2 separate regions of the Hordeum vulgare genome follow, and region 2 is linked to region 1. The links are chromatin contacts, called in public Hi-C maps. All regions are on one chromosome and are shown on one strand. Each heading gives the region's core, a stretch centred on a gene start, on an enhancer-like site or on the middle of the called end of the contact. The rest is flanking DNA. Distances are from core to core; before and after follow the strand shown.

What was found. Hi-C and Micro-C count contacts between places; a contact is called where the count stands out from the background.
Region 2: a contact with region 1 is called in a Hi-C map of leaf, with 4 times the contacts expected there. The contact joins the promoter of LOC123452460 here to the promoter of LOC123452452 in region 1. A contact is called at or near these places in 2 of 6 Hi-C or Micro-C datasets (leaf and seedling).

Annotation. Positions count from the first base shown.
Region 1 is chr5H:536,025,539-536,033,168 of MorexV3_pseudomolecules_assembly, reverse strand. LOC123452452 (5'-nucleotidase domain-containing protein 4) reads left to right here and starts at 4,246. Exons shown (of 17, transcript XM_045129101.1): 1 at 4,246-4,662; 2 at 5,249-5,511; 3 at 6,144-6,221; 4 at 6,868-7,088; 5 at 7,357-7,449. The coding sequence starts at 4,542.
Region 2 is chr5H:536,245,927-536,252,657 of MorexV3_pseudomolecules_assembly, reverse strand. LOC123452460 reads right to left here and starts at 2,941. Exons shown (of 5, transcript XM_045129111.1): 1 at 2,736-2,941; 2 at 280-2,627; 3 at 33-185. The coding sequence starts at 2,901. LOC123452463 reads right to left here. Exons shown (of 3, transcript XM_045129112.1): 2 at 6,717-6,731; 3 at 4,385-5,045. The coding sequence ends at 4,812.

The sequences.
Region 1 (7,630 bases), core at 2,997-5,496:
GCATGGAGATAGGGTTTCGACCCGTATCTACCCGCAAACATTTTTTGCACTATATGGCTTCCGGGGTTAGGTTTGCGGGCCGCGGTAAAAAAACTATGGACATGACGAGTATACAGGCTTTGTTCTGATCAAAAAATTGGGTCAAGTTCGTATACTCGTTGGAATTTTACGGGTTCATGCATTATACGAGGTGTGCTAGAGCGTGTGTCTTAGTGTTGTCGATTCGTTAGGACTACGTTTACTCTTATAACTTCCAGTGCGTGGAGGCAAGCGTGTATCACCTACTCTTTTGACACTAGTAGCGAGTGTTTTAGGCAACCAAAGTTGGGATCACTACTCCAGTTGACATGACTGGTAGATGAATTTGTTCTTTTTAGCAACACATACATGATGATCCGGTGCGTTCTATATGTGCAATTTGAGCTCTTACGTTCGGGAAATGTTAAACACCTCCTACCGAACTCCTGAAGCTGCCAAAAAAAAGAGATAAATTTGTCATGTTATCTGTAAGAGTTTTGCCATATGCTCTAAAGTCAAATTTGCCATATAGTGCAAAAAATGTTAGAAAATTGCCACGTCGCACACAGTGATTGACATAGGATCGATTGGGATCTGACGATCCTAAAGGTGTTGTTGAGATTTCTTAAAAAATTGATGTTCTCTGTTTATCGAAGTCCTTACATTTTAGCAGAACTTGTTTCACGTTTATATTTTCTTGTTTTAAAACAACAATTACAACATAGACACACACATTCACACATCACCTAACAAAAACAAAATCAATGTTGTGGGCTTTAAAGATTTACGAAAGTCATCACAACCGTCTCTCACAAGAATATCTACACTTCTACATTTCATTTTTATTTTTATTTTTTGGGGGGCACCAATGCAAAAAATTTGAAGTTATCCATGTGTCACTCTAATAACACGATAAACACAATCAAAGCCTTGCCGATAAAACCATTCGTGTTATTTTTTATCGATCATTTTGATTTGACAAGCAATGTCCTATTGGTATGCCAATGCCAAGAAGTCTTCCAATAATGGTATGCCATGCCACGTAATTTTGGAAGCTCACTTTCTATGTCAATAAAGCTATTCGTAAGCATACGTGTTTCTTTAGTGATGTCGATTTGTTAGGACTATCTTTACTCTTATAACTTCTAGCCAATGGAGGCAGTTAGTGTATCACCTACACTTTTTATACTAGTAGTAACATTTGTTGCAAAGTGGGTGAGATGTGGAGTTTATCAAGTATAAAAAGTGTCATTGTTGTCGAGCAGCAGCGAGTGTGTTCAGACAACCAAATTTGACATCACTACTAGTTGATACGCGTCGACATGACATGAATGGCAGAGGAATTTGTTCTTTGTAGCAACACAAAAGTGTCAAGCCGGTGTGACTTATATGTGCAAATTCAGCTATTACGTCTTGAAAATATTAAAAAGTTGATGTCACATTTTAACATTTCCCAGTGGACGGTCAGAATTGCCAAAACATACTTTAAAACAAGAGTTGCCATATATTAAAAAAACAGCTCGAAATCGCCGCATTGCTCAAAGTAATTGTCATGTGTTAGAGCATCTCCAACAGACGCGCTATACAAGCGTCGCGCCGCAAAAAAGGCAGTTTTAGCACGCGCGCAACGCGGCGGGCAGCTCCAGCGGGCGCGCAAAAACGGCGCGCGCGCCATTTCCAGTTCAGCGCGCTGGCCGAAACGCAATCCCGCGCCCCTTATTTGCTGCGCCGGCTCCCGCGCGCGCGACTCTCCCGCGCTCGCTCCTGCTCTCTCCTCCGCTCTCGCGCGCTCGCTCCTCCGCTCTCGCGCGCTCGCTCCCCCCATCCGCTCGCGCCCCCGGCGACCGTTCAGCGCTTCCCCGGCCTATCCCCGCGCCGCCGTCGCCGTCCGCGCCCGCCAGCGACCACTCAGGCGCTTCCCCGGCCTGTCTCCGCTGCGGGCGCCGCCCGCGCCCCCCGGCGACCGTTCAAGCGCTTCCCTGGCCTCCCCGCGCCGCCGCGCTTCCGCCCCACCCCTTCCTAGTCCGGCCGGCCCTCGCGCGCCTCCGACGTCCGAGGAACAGCGCCCGAGAGCTCGCTGTCGTGCCGCGCCCGCAAGGTGTTCGACAAAACGCCTACAAGGTATGTATTGCTCCAAACTTATGAATTTGGTGCATGTTTTGAATGGTAGTTTTTATAGTATAGTATTGAACATTGTAGATGAGTTCGTCGTATGATTCTTCTGAAGAAGAATTTGATATGGAAGAGGAGGAGGATCTTGCAATGATCATAGCTATGCATATCAATAAAAAACCGAAGCACGGTGGTTCGGTTATGGGTCGGGAGAAAATTTGGAGAGATATGATTGATGCCCATAACAGATTGATGAAGAGCTATTTCGTGGAGAATCCCACATACCCGGAGTCGTATTTTCGTCGCCGGTTTAGGATGAGCACAGACTTGTTCAAGCGCATTGCAGAGAAACTAGCGAGCCATGACCGGTTTTTCCAGCAAAGGAGGAATGCCGCCGGAGAGCTCGGGCATAGCACCTTTTCTGAATGTGACAGCCGCTTTGCGTATGTTGGCATACGGTATCCCGGCTGATCTAGTTGATGATCACTTGGCTATGGGTGAGAGCCAAGCCATCATGTGTGTTAAGCGCTTTGTAGTGGGAATTGTGCAAGTGTTTGGCGAGGAGTATTTGAGATCTCCCACTGCTGAAGACGCCGCAAGGCTATTGACGATGAACAAATCTCGCGGCTTTCCTGGCATGCTTGGCTCAATAGATTGCATGCATTGGAGCTGGAAGAATTGTCCAAAGGCATGACATGAGCAATTCCACGGCCAAAAAAAGGGTTCCACTATAATCCTTGAAGCGGTGGCCGATCAGGAGACTTGGATTTGGCATGCACTCTTTGGAATGCCTGGATCTTTGAATGACATCAATGTTGTCAACCGGTCACCACTGATGAATAAGATTGCAAATGGTGAGTTGCCACCGGTGCAGTTTGTAGCAAATGTTCGTACATACAACTATGACTATTATCTAGCGGATGACATCTATCCAAAGTGGCAAACCTTCGTGAAGCCGTTGAAAAAGCCAGAAGGTAAGAAAAATCTTGATTTCCACAATGCTCAGGCGGCGGCTAGAAAAGATGTGGAAAGAGCATTTGGGATTTTGCAAGCCCAATTTGCTATTGTCAGAGGACCGGCTAGATTTTGGGATCAAAAAATGCTTTGGTACATCATGCACGCTTGTGTGATCATGCACAACATGATCATCGAGAATGAGCGTGGCAAAGATTTAGACTACTCACAGTATGAGCTCTTGGGACATCCCGTGCGAGTGCGACGGAGGGCTGAAAGGGTAGCCCGTTTTGTTGCCTCCTATCATGCCATTCGGCGTCCCGCAACGCACAATGATCTTCAGAAGGATCTGATTGAAGAGTGGTGGGCATGGCATGGATGACAAAGAGCATGATTTGGTTGTGTTTATTGCATTATTTGTATTGTATTGTTCATGAACTATTGGTTATGTTTATTGCATTATTTGTTGTACCGAAGGATAAACAATTTGTTTGAGTTGTAATGACTATTTATTGTTGATTTATTTTGTTTGTTTGATCGTTTTTGCTCCTATTTTTTGAAATGTATATGTGGTTTGTGCGTGCTGCGCGCGCTGCATTTTTGGACATTGCTGAAGCGGCGCGCGCGCTGCATTATAACGCGGTTGTTGGAGTCAGCGTCTATCCTCGCGCTAAACCAACCGAAGCGCGCGCGACAAACACATTTTTTGAACGCGGCGCGAAGCGCGGCTGTTGGAGATGCTCTTAGAGCGGGATTTGACGTCCGTAAGGCATTTTCTAGTAAAGAAAAACATGTTTCACGTTAATACCTGTTTAAAAACAATAATTATAACATTAGGTGCACACACACACATTCACACAACACCTACCAAAAACAGAATCCCCAAGATCCACACTTCTATCTAAATTTAAAAACGTGAAGAATTTTGTTTTGCAGTTGCAAGAAAAAAAATCCGGGCCATCCACGTGTCACACTAACAACACGATAAGCACGATCAAATCCGGCCCGTGCGCGCGCGTGGGGGGAGGAAAATCCAGTAGGCGGAAGCGGAGCCGCAGCCGCACCACCCGTTCGGTTATTCCCTCACCCACGAACCGACCCGACCTCACCTCATCATTATTGCCCCGCGGCCCCCCACCCCACCCCCACCCCACCCCCGGAACTCGCTCCCTCCATCCACCACCTCCTCCTCCGTCGCTCGCGGTCGCTGCTGGCTTGGCTTCCAACGCACGCGGCATCCGAATCCGCACCGCACACGATCCCCGCGCCACTTGTCCCCCGCCGGCCAATGCCCGCCCTCCGGTGAGATGGCGCCGCCGCGCGGCGGTGCTCCCACCCCCTCGGATTCCCCCCGCCCCATTTATTCCCCTCCCGGCCCGCCAACAACAGCGTCCCGTCATCCTCCTCGTCCGCGCCACCCCCGCCCCCTCTCGCCTATTTAAGGCCGCCCCAGCGATATGCTCTCCAGGAGGCCGCTCGCCGCCGCGCTACGCCTCGCGCCCCTCTCGCCTCCCCTCCTCCTCTTCTTCGCATCCTCCTCCTCCTCCTCCCCCGCCGCGTCGGCTTCGGGGCCCAGAGGTGCGCGCTTCCGACGAGCATTCGTTAATTCGCGGTGGAACGCTTAATTTCAGCGGTTGTCTGCGTTGTCTGTTCCTCTCTAATTTTGGTGGTCGTTACAAATATGGGAATGTTGGCTTTGATCCGAGGCCAGTCCTGCTAGGCTAGGGGGCTGCCCAATTCGGTTTCAGGTCCATCGGCGGACGCTGAAGTAGTATATCGTGTATGTTTTGCTCTGCTTTCGCGTTTGTTTTTAAGGAAGGAATTTCGTGGTTGGTGTTCGTTTACGATGAGATTTTGGGATTCGTATGGGTTGATCAGGCCTTCTTCTGAAGTGCTGGCACCGTTATGTATGGGTTGATCAATCCATACCAAATTCAGGGGCCTAGCCTTCGTTTCAATTTGGCTGAATTATGCAGTTGAAATACTGTTTCCTGATTGTATCCTTATGGTAGTCCGAATGTGGCAGAGCTTCAGTTATGCTACGTTTTTCCATCGGCCGATCACTACACTTTCACCGAATTTGGTTGAAACATGGAGTTCTACCACTGAATTACACTGCAATACAGTATCTCTGATGTACTTTTCTCTATTCACCTCGTATCAGGCTGCAGTGCTCTAAGGATGGATAGCGGTGCTGCGGAACCTGCTTCAACAGGGGCAATCTGGTCAACACCGTCGGTGGAGCCGAGAAGCATTTCTATTGGGAAGCAGATATTCTGCAATAGGTCACTCAACATGAGGAACATCACCGCAGTAGGATTTGATATGGACTACACTCTCGCGCAGTACAAGCCCGAGACATTCGAGGCCCTTGCTTACCATGGCACTATTGAGAAGCTTGTGAAGGATCTGAACTACCCTGTGGAGGTTTGTTGCACTGGTACCTGCAAACATTTTGATGTGCAAACACAAGTAGTCTGGTCGTTTGCTTTAGTAGTAATAGGTTTGCTGTTTTAGAGGTTACTAAGAACTGTGTCAGGTCTTCTATTGTTAATAGTATATACAGTAGACTTGATGTCAATAGTTAGTTCTCCCATTCTATGTAATTTCAGATTTGAAATGGATACTTGGGGTCTGTTGTTGTGTCCAAGATCTCATTGTTGCCTCAAAGTAACTTAATAATTCCATTTAACACAGTACTGACAACATGTCTTTACCTGTTTCCACTTTGGAGCAATATATTTCTAGTAGTCCATGATTTTTGTTCAGTAGTATAAATGCATAAAAATTGTTGCTACTCTGAACCAAAGAATTTTGTGCTAGTTATTTCTGTTTATCTTAGGGAGGATGACCAATTTCTGAACTAACGTAGTAGCAATAGATTTATCCTATCAAGTGAATATCTGTTTATTACAGAAGACAGAAGTGCAGAATTCTTTGTGAAGGACATTTGGTTTGTTCTTAGGACTAGCAATTTGATGCTGAGACTTGTGGGCTTAATATTCTATTGGCTTGCAAGTTTTTGTTCTGAATTTGATTTACTCTGTTTCATTCTGCAGCTGTTGACATGGCAATTTGACTGGAAATACATGGTCAGAGGACTAGTTCTTGATAAGAAAAGAGGAAATATCTTGAAGGTCCGCTGTATTTGCTTGAACTCACTTCACTTTGTTTCTATGAAAATACATTGCTTCATATAAAAATGATTATTAACAAAAATATTTCATAACTCATGTTACCAATGTTGGTAAAAAAAATCAGTGCTGTTTAAACTTAAGAATGTTTGACTGATCTCTTAAAAACTTTTGCAAGCAGTGGGAGTAAGGTCTTAATTAATAAAGACGAGAACAAGATGCAGGAAACCCATGAGAAGACAAGGAACATTTTTTACAAAATCCAAGTTCCATGTTTACATTGATGTCTGGAACCTTCTGTTTGTCTTTGAATTATAGTCCTGACCTAATTTCTACCTTTTCTTTTTGACTTTTATATTTAGTTTAACTTTAAGATTGCATGTTGTAGTTCCCTATTCATACTTCTTGACAGTTGAAGACACTAATTGTTCACTAAACACTTCCCATCATGTTGAAAATATTCAATTGTCTCTTGATGCAAAAGTTCTGCATGATAGGAGGCAACAACACAAAATAGACGTAGCATAAATTAAATTGCTGCTGGTTATTCACTACTTGCTACTGTTGGTTCTTGGTTAATTGTAGTTTTATGCTTTCTGAATCAGTGGATCAGTTTAATTGCCATTTTAACTATGGTGTGCAATATCAGATGGACCGGCACAAGTATGTAAAAGTTGCATACCATGGATTTAGGGAGATGTCGAAGGAAGAAAAAGTTGCTGCTTATGGAAGTACATTGATAAGGGATTCCTTTGATGAACCTGATTATGCCCTTATAGATACACTTTTCTCACTGGGTGAAGCCTATCTGTTTGCTCAGCTTGTTGATTTCATGGACAGCAATCCTGCAAAAGTACCTTCAGGCACTGAGTATGATCATTAGATCCATATATGGTTATGATTCTTTCACAAATGATTTGTAAATGATTGCAATGTACCAAATGTGTATGGATATTGCCAAGCATAGGTGTAAATGATGCTTTCATTTATGTTTGTCTATTCATTTTCCTTTCTTCCTCTGCCTATGCATGAAATATTGGACAGGCATTTTATTCCATATATTCTGATTTGCATCTTCCATTTTACTTGTACTGATATGCTAATGTACCTGTTACCGTGGATTGTTTTGTTGTTACAGCTATGCGCTTATGTATAAAGATGTGAGGTCTGCCGTTGATCTGTGTCATCGTGATGGAACTTTAAAACGAATGGTTGCAAAGGAACCTAGCAGGTAGTTCTGTTTAATCTTACACAACCATGTAGTGCTTATTCTACATCATAGTGCTCGGCACAACAGAGAGTGAACATCATTTTTCTTTCTTTTTTTGCAATAGTTAGGTATGGTTCTCTTTTTGTTTGTTCAGGTGCCTATAGACCTGCATATATTTCCCCCATCTTTTGTGATGTAAGAA
Region 2 (6,731 bases), core at 1,692-4,191, 220 kb before region 1:
TTAAGCAGGGTGTCTAGTTTGGATAAGCTTACATTTGTCTCAGGAATCGTACTCTGATTCAAGAACTTCAAATCCTCGGTTAGTTGCTCTTTCACTATCATTTCTTGCTCTTGTTGTTGTTCTTCCTCGGCAAATATTTCAGGTATCTGTGTAGTCTCACTCGGTGTGTGGTTCATTCTTTCATCCTGCATTTCACACCAAATTCCAAGCTTCATTAGAACGATAATAAAATGTGTGCACGGAGAGTTTAAGCAGAGTGCCTAGGTTGGACAAACTTACATCTATCTCAGCAACTGCGCTCTGATCCAAGAACTTCAAATCCTCACTTGCCTGTACAACACTCTCAGCAGGAACTGTAGGATCACTAGTTCCTTCAGTTATTTTCTGCAAAGGTTTGTCCAAAGAAGCTGCTTCGGCTGTGGTGCTGTCTCTCACTACCATTGTCGATGGTTCCGACAAACCGCCTTCGCCTTTCGTGCTATCTGCTGGTTTGCTAGAACTGATAGTACAATTTACATTTGCATCTACTTCATTCTCCTGTTGTGCCACTACAGTGTCAAGCTTCTTTCTCATATGTCCTGCTTCTGACAACGATAACTTCTTGTTTTCCAACTTCCGGCTCGGTGTTTCGCTCTGCTTTCCCCGACAATTCTGCGGTTCCCTCGGTGTTTCAGTTGCTTTCTCAGTAGACCCTTCAGTTATTTTCTGTAATGGTTGGTCCAAGGAAGCTGCCCCGGCTATGCTGCTGCCTCTCACTACAATCGCCAATGGTTCCGACAAACCGCCTTCGCCATGTGTGCTATCTGCTGGTTTGCTAAAACTGTCATGTTCTTTTGCATGTTCTTCATTATCCTGTTGTGTCACTAGATTGTACTCAGGCTTCTTTCTCATATGTCCTGCTTCTGACATCACCGACTTCTTGTTTTCAGTCTTCCGGCTAGGCGTTTCCCTCTGTGTTTCCCGGCGATTCTGTGGTTTCCTCGCCGTGATCTGTCTCTCTACATGTTTACTCTGTGCTTGCTTTCTCATCTGATCAGCCTTCACATTCTTTCCTGCAGCCTTGGTTTCTGCAGTGGCAAGGTTCTCCTTGTTAACCTTCTCCCTCGCCTTCCTCGATTTCGCCTCGCCGTCTCTCCCCAGCAACCGTCTCATGCCAGTGGCCTGCTTCTTTCCAACTTCTGCCTTCTTCACTTGAGCAGTCTGCTTCTCTTCCTTGACAGGTCTGTTGTCTGAATTCTTCCTGAATCTTTTCAGAAAATCCATCCTCTTACCCGAATCGGCACGGCACCCGACATCGACGGAGTTCTGCAGCTTGATTTCTTCGGCAGCAGTCTTGTCCTCATGGATGATCCTCTCATCAGCTACCTGTCTTTCATCGGCTCCTCTCTCTGCTGCCACCATCTTTCTCAGCACCTCCCTCATGGTTAGCCTTCCTTGCTTGCTATTACCAGTTGCAGGGTGTGATGAACTGTTCGACAGTGCAGCAGCACCCATTTCAGACTCCCCAAAGTTTGTCATGCCATTCTTCCACTCCCCTGCCAACACAATCTTGTGCTGCCCCTTCTCTGAAGCGATGATCCGTATCGGCAATTTGCGGTCCATCGCGTTTCCTCTGACCTCCATTCTTGGCGCCGCGGCTCCGGGTTTCACAAACCTCTCCGTCCCCTTGCGCTCCGCGGCGGTCGTCGTCGTCGTCGACGACGGCAGGTTCTCCAGCCCCATCAGCTTGGCGATCACGCTGGGCATCCTCACTTTTGAGCCATCCTTTTCACCTCCAGAAGCACTGTTGATCTTGGAGCTGCCTGGACTAGACTGAATAACTGACCTACTGTCTGCACTCTCATGGCTCTGAAATTTGTCGTGGACAACCATCTGCATGGAAGCATGTTTGCCGTGCTCAGCATCAGAATCTTCGTCGACGATCTCCTCGATCCTGGCGGAGCGCGCCGCCGGCGAGCTCTTGCGGTTCTCCTTCCCCTTGAGCCCGCTCCCGGACCCTTCCATGTACCTGGAGGCGTCCTGGAGCATGACCAGCATGCTCAGCGCCTCCTCCATGTCCATGGACCCTCTGAAGAGCTTCTTCCGGGCCTCGTCGTCGGGCCTCCTCCTCCCACCGGAAGAATACGCGGCCATGAGCATGTCGTTCAGGTCCTGCACCCCGATCGCCACTTCGCCAGCGTGCGCGCCTGTATCTCCTCCAGAAGGCGGCGGCGGCAGGAGGTAGCCGCCGCCGCCGCCAACGCCCAGACGGGCCGCGTCCGGCTGCCGGAAGAAGACGGAGCCGTTGCGCGCCACGACCTCGATGTTTCGGAGCTTCCCTCCGTCGCTCAGCGCGAGGGCCAGCGCGGCCATCTGCACGTCGACACCGCTCGCGACGACGGCATGCTCCGGCTTGCCGCCGCCCGCGCCTCCTCCTCCTCCCTGGAACGGCACGATGGCGCGCGCGTCGGCGTCGGCGGCGGCGACAGGGCGCACTCGCCGTGGCCTGGCGGCGCTGGCAAGGACGGCATTGCTGGTGCTGGGTTGTCTCGGTGTCGTCGTTGCTTCTGGCCTAGTCGATCGAGGGGCAGCAGCTGCCTGCTGCGGCCTCTGGCTGGGAGCTGGCCTCTGAGAATTCGAGCAAGCATCTGCAACAGACAGCAAAATTGAGTGATCAAACTTGCATCCATTGGCAGATCGTCGCGGGCGCGTGAATGGACATTCAAAAGCAAGAACAGAGTGCAAAGCAAACGTACCCCGAGACGCGGTGGCGGTGGCGGCGGCGGTGGACGCCGTGCGCTGCTGCTGCTGCTGCGCCGACGGCGAGCCGAAGCCGAGCCTCTCGCGGCGTCGGCGGAGGTCCTGCAGCATCTTCTGAGCAAAGTCGGAGCCAAGATCAGGCACCCTGGCGCTGGCGGCCATGCCTCACCTCACCTGTCCGCCACCAAACCGCACCGCAGCGCACCATGAAAGAGAACCAGCGGCCGGGCAAGAGAGGTCTAGGTTAGGTGCCGTGCCCTGAAAAACACAATGCAGCGCCGGAGTTGTTTTCGTCGGGTTGGTGCGTCGTCCCGCGTGGTGCGTGGGCGTGAGAGCGCCCCGCCACGCCACTCGCCAGGCCTCTCGTTTTCCTCCGGCACTTTCCGAAGGGCTTTCCCGACGTGACCTTCCGTCAGCGAGAGGCCTTCCTTGGGGAATGGGTCAGTGAGGTGGGGTGTCTCGTCCCGGGCCGGGAGCAGAGCAGTGTGCAGCTGCGGACTGCGGTGGACGGATGCTTTCAGGTGGTGGTGAGGGCAAGATTGATTGCCGTGGAAGTTACTTACATGCGTATGATGCCTCTGCCGCCTCTTCTCTGTCCGGTTTGGTTTGCATCTCCGGTTCACCCGCATTCCAAGCAAACCACCACCACCACCCAAAAGCAGACGAGTGTCCATCTATCTGCTGCATTCGGGAATAATCACCCATAATCCCTGTCTCTGGCTTTTGATCAGTAGGTGGTAGTGGGGGTGGTTAATGACTTAATGCCCTCCTTTCTCACCATGATTTGCAGACAGAGTATGTGCAAAACGTAAAGCGGTTCTGGTTGTGACATTGACAACAACAAAAAAAGATACCAGTACAATTTTAAATATAAGGTACTACTACTACTAAGCTTTTAATTAATTAATTAAAGAAAGAATGTACTACTAACATTTACCAAAATTTTAAATTTGAGGATGGTTGGTTGAGCCGTTTGGCCCAGGCATTCTCAGTACTGCACGAGCCTTGGAAAGATGCTCACGTTTTGGGGCTGTACAAGGCCGCACGGTTGATTTTTCAGTTAGGATTGATGATTAAGAGACGGTTATGCTACACCATCTACGGTTTTAAGGGCCTACAGCGACCACCTTAAATACAGTACGACTTACCATCTATCAGAATATACTAGGCTCGTGCCCATACTAGGGTAGTCGTCAACAGTACCTAGCAGCTAGTACTGGTCAAACATTTCTAATTTTGGCCACTGATATATAGACAAATATCATCGAAAACAGACAAACAAAACCCACTGAATATGTGGCAATGATTATGTGTCTTAACAGACCTTCGTACTTTTAAAACCTCGATCTTGAAACCATCAATCAATATCTAGATCAACATAACAGATGTGCTAGTACAAAACACTAGCTATTAATAATACAGCAAGTGTGAGCTGAGTTTCACACCTTTCTTCTGTTCTGGAATCTGTCTGGTTTTACATTTTTGGTTTATAAACAAGACACACCTTGCACCATACCGGCGCAAACTGTACAAAGATGAAGATCCAGCTCGCTAGATGACATTTCGAAACAAGATGGACATAGTGGTGACCAACACAAACCTAAAAGCGACCGAAAGTCCGAGAAAAAGCTCAAAGCAAACCATATGACACACATAACAGGCCACCTAATCGAGTTCTCCCTGCACAAACAAGTCATGACTTGCAACAGTTCTTAGGTGCAACATCACCCTCAAGACTAACACTGCACTTGCCGGTCACCTAAGTTCCTTCATCAATACATTTTAATTCAGAAAGAACCATCTAATGCTCGCAGCAACATCAAGTGGCTCGACCCGACTCTTTATTTTTTTTTTCTACTATACATACACATACTCGCATTTACATACCTCAGAGGGACAAAAATGGTTGGCAGTGCACACAAGGAAGCATCGAATACCAGGGCGGTTGCGGGAGGGAAGAACAGAAGGCCTCACTCTTCTATCACTAGCACGGGCAGGAAGATGGGCAGTCAGTTTCCTAGGAGGACCAGATAAATACACGCCTATATTTGTGGGATGGGAAGCGTTGGTCATCAGGGCAGTCGCCGCCTGAAGTTCCTGCTGGTGCCTTGGTATGTCCGGACCAGCAGGCCGACACCCAGCCCGACGCCCACGCATATGCCGAGGCCGATCCCGACACCAACCCGCACGCCAGCATTAAACCATGAAAGCTCACCATCCTCGCCCTCTAGAAAGTCCTGCCTCGAGTACAGGCTGTTATAGTCGTCCATGTCTGTCTCGAGCTTGGGGTCCTGGAATTCTGATACCTGAAACGGGAGATAGGAAAGAAAACAATACTGTCAAATAACTGCACGATATATAGAAACTAAATTAGAGCATGCACTAGTTGTGAATTTTCACAGGATTGCTAACCAGCACATACAGGTGGTCACCACACGTCATTAATATAGAAATCCAAGTTATCCCAGTAATTTGGACTTGGTGCTCAACAGAGATGACAGTTAATAACTGAATTGTCACCAGTCTAACATGCATACATAGAAAGAGCATGTTTGGTATTGTTCTTACAAAATAACAAGTAAATGTCACTTGATGCCCTTCAAATAAAAGAGTTGGGTCAAACCAAAATGAATACTTGTATCATGGCACCAAGAGAACTGCCACATAAGCATTTGTCTGGGTACCAGTCCCAGTCAACCAATGGAATTTCTTCAGGAAAAACATTGCCAAACTGATTTTCATTCTTATGGCCTTACTGTGCTGTCTTGCTAGAACTCAAGCATTTGCCTAATTGGCACATGTACTTCGGGACAGCGATGTCCTCTGATCCATAACTTGAGAATGCCAAAGTAGTGCATCTAGAAGCTACAATGTACAGAATAAAGATATTCTGGCTAGGATACCTGAGGAATCAAAATGTAAACCTCATGCTCTATGTAGGATCAAGATGGACAATTTGGCTTGTAGGTAACTAAGGAAGCTGAAAACTGATGTGATGCACGGTATATCCATGAATCTAAAACTGCTGCCATGAGGTAGAAACCTTAATACCCTCTATCCAGTATCCATACACATGTATAGTGATTTGACTTAAAAGTAAACAATAGTAGCATCACTAAAAAACTGCAATTGACATTTCATGGGTGCAGATCTGAACTAATGGACTTGAGCACTGCAAATTCTCAACGAGATCATGCCTTAAGGTACAATACAATATGAATCAGCTGCCTAAGTTCCTAGTTCCAATGGGCATACATCTATTAGCCAGATAGTTTAAAAAAAAATTACAATCATACACCCCTGTCAATGTTTAGTTTCTCCTGCAGTCCATTCTGTTTAATGAGTATGCACGGCGCAAATGTCCAAATATGTGCCACAAAAAGAAGTTTCATCATGAGATATGTATTTTAGTAAATTATCTCCCATCCTCACAAAGGAATAATTAGCAGAAAGTCAGAAGCAACATTCAGAAAGAAAATATTGCACTTGCACAACATAATGCAATGGGTATCATGCGCAAGCCATGTATATAATGGGGTTACTTGGCAATATCATCAACATCAGAAATGGGTACAAATACGTTGGTATTAATTTAGAGCACCAACATGAGGACACATACATACATAGGTAAATAGGAGCTTATCTATCTTTCTGAAGTTAAATTTTAATTGTGCATACTACTTGCAGGAATAAGTTTTCGGGGTAAACTGAATATGACTAAATGGTCTATATAAGCAAGAAATGTTTCCAGAGAGGATACGTTTCAATTGTTGTTTATCATAGCAAATATTCCACAGGCACGTCACCGTGGTCCAAGAAAAATGCCGATTAAACCAAAATAGTCCAGCACTCCCCCCCAATATGTTTTAAGCCCAAATGATTGATCATACAATATTAGGTTAAAGGGACAAGCATGAGATCAATCAGATGACAGGGACTTTCAATAATGGTGGCTCTGTGGATATGTAGTGAAGTACCTTTAAAGAGTCCCC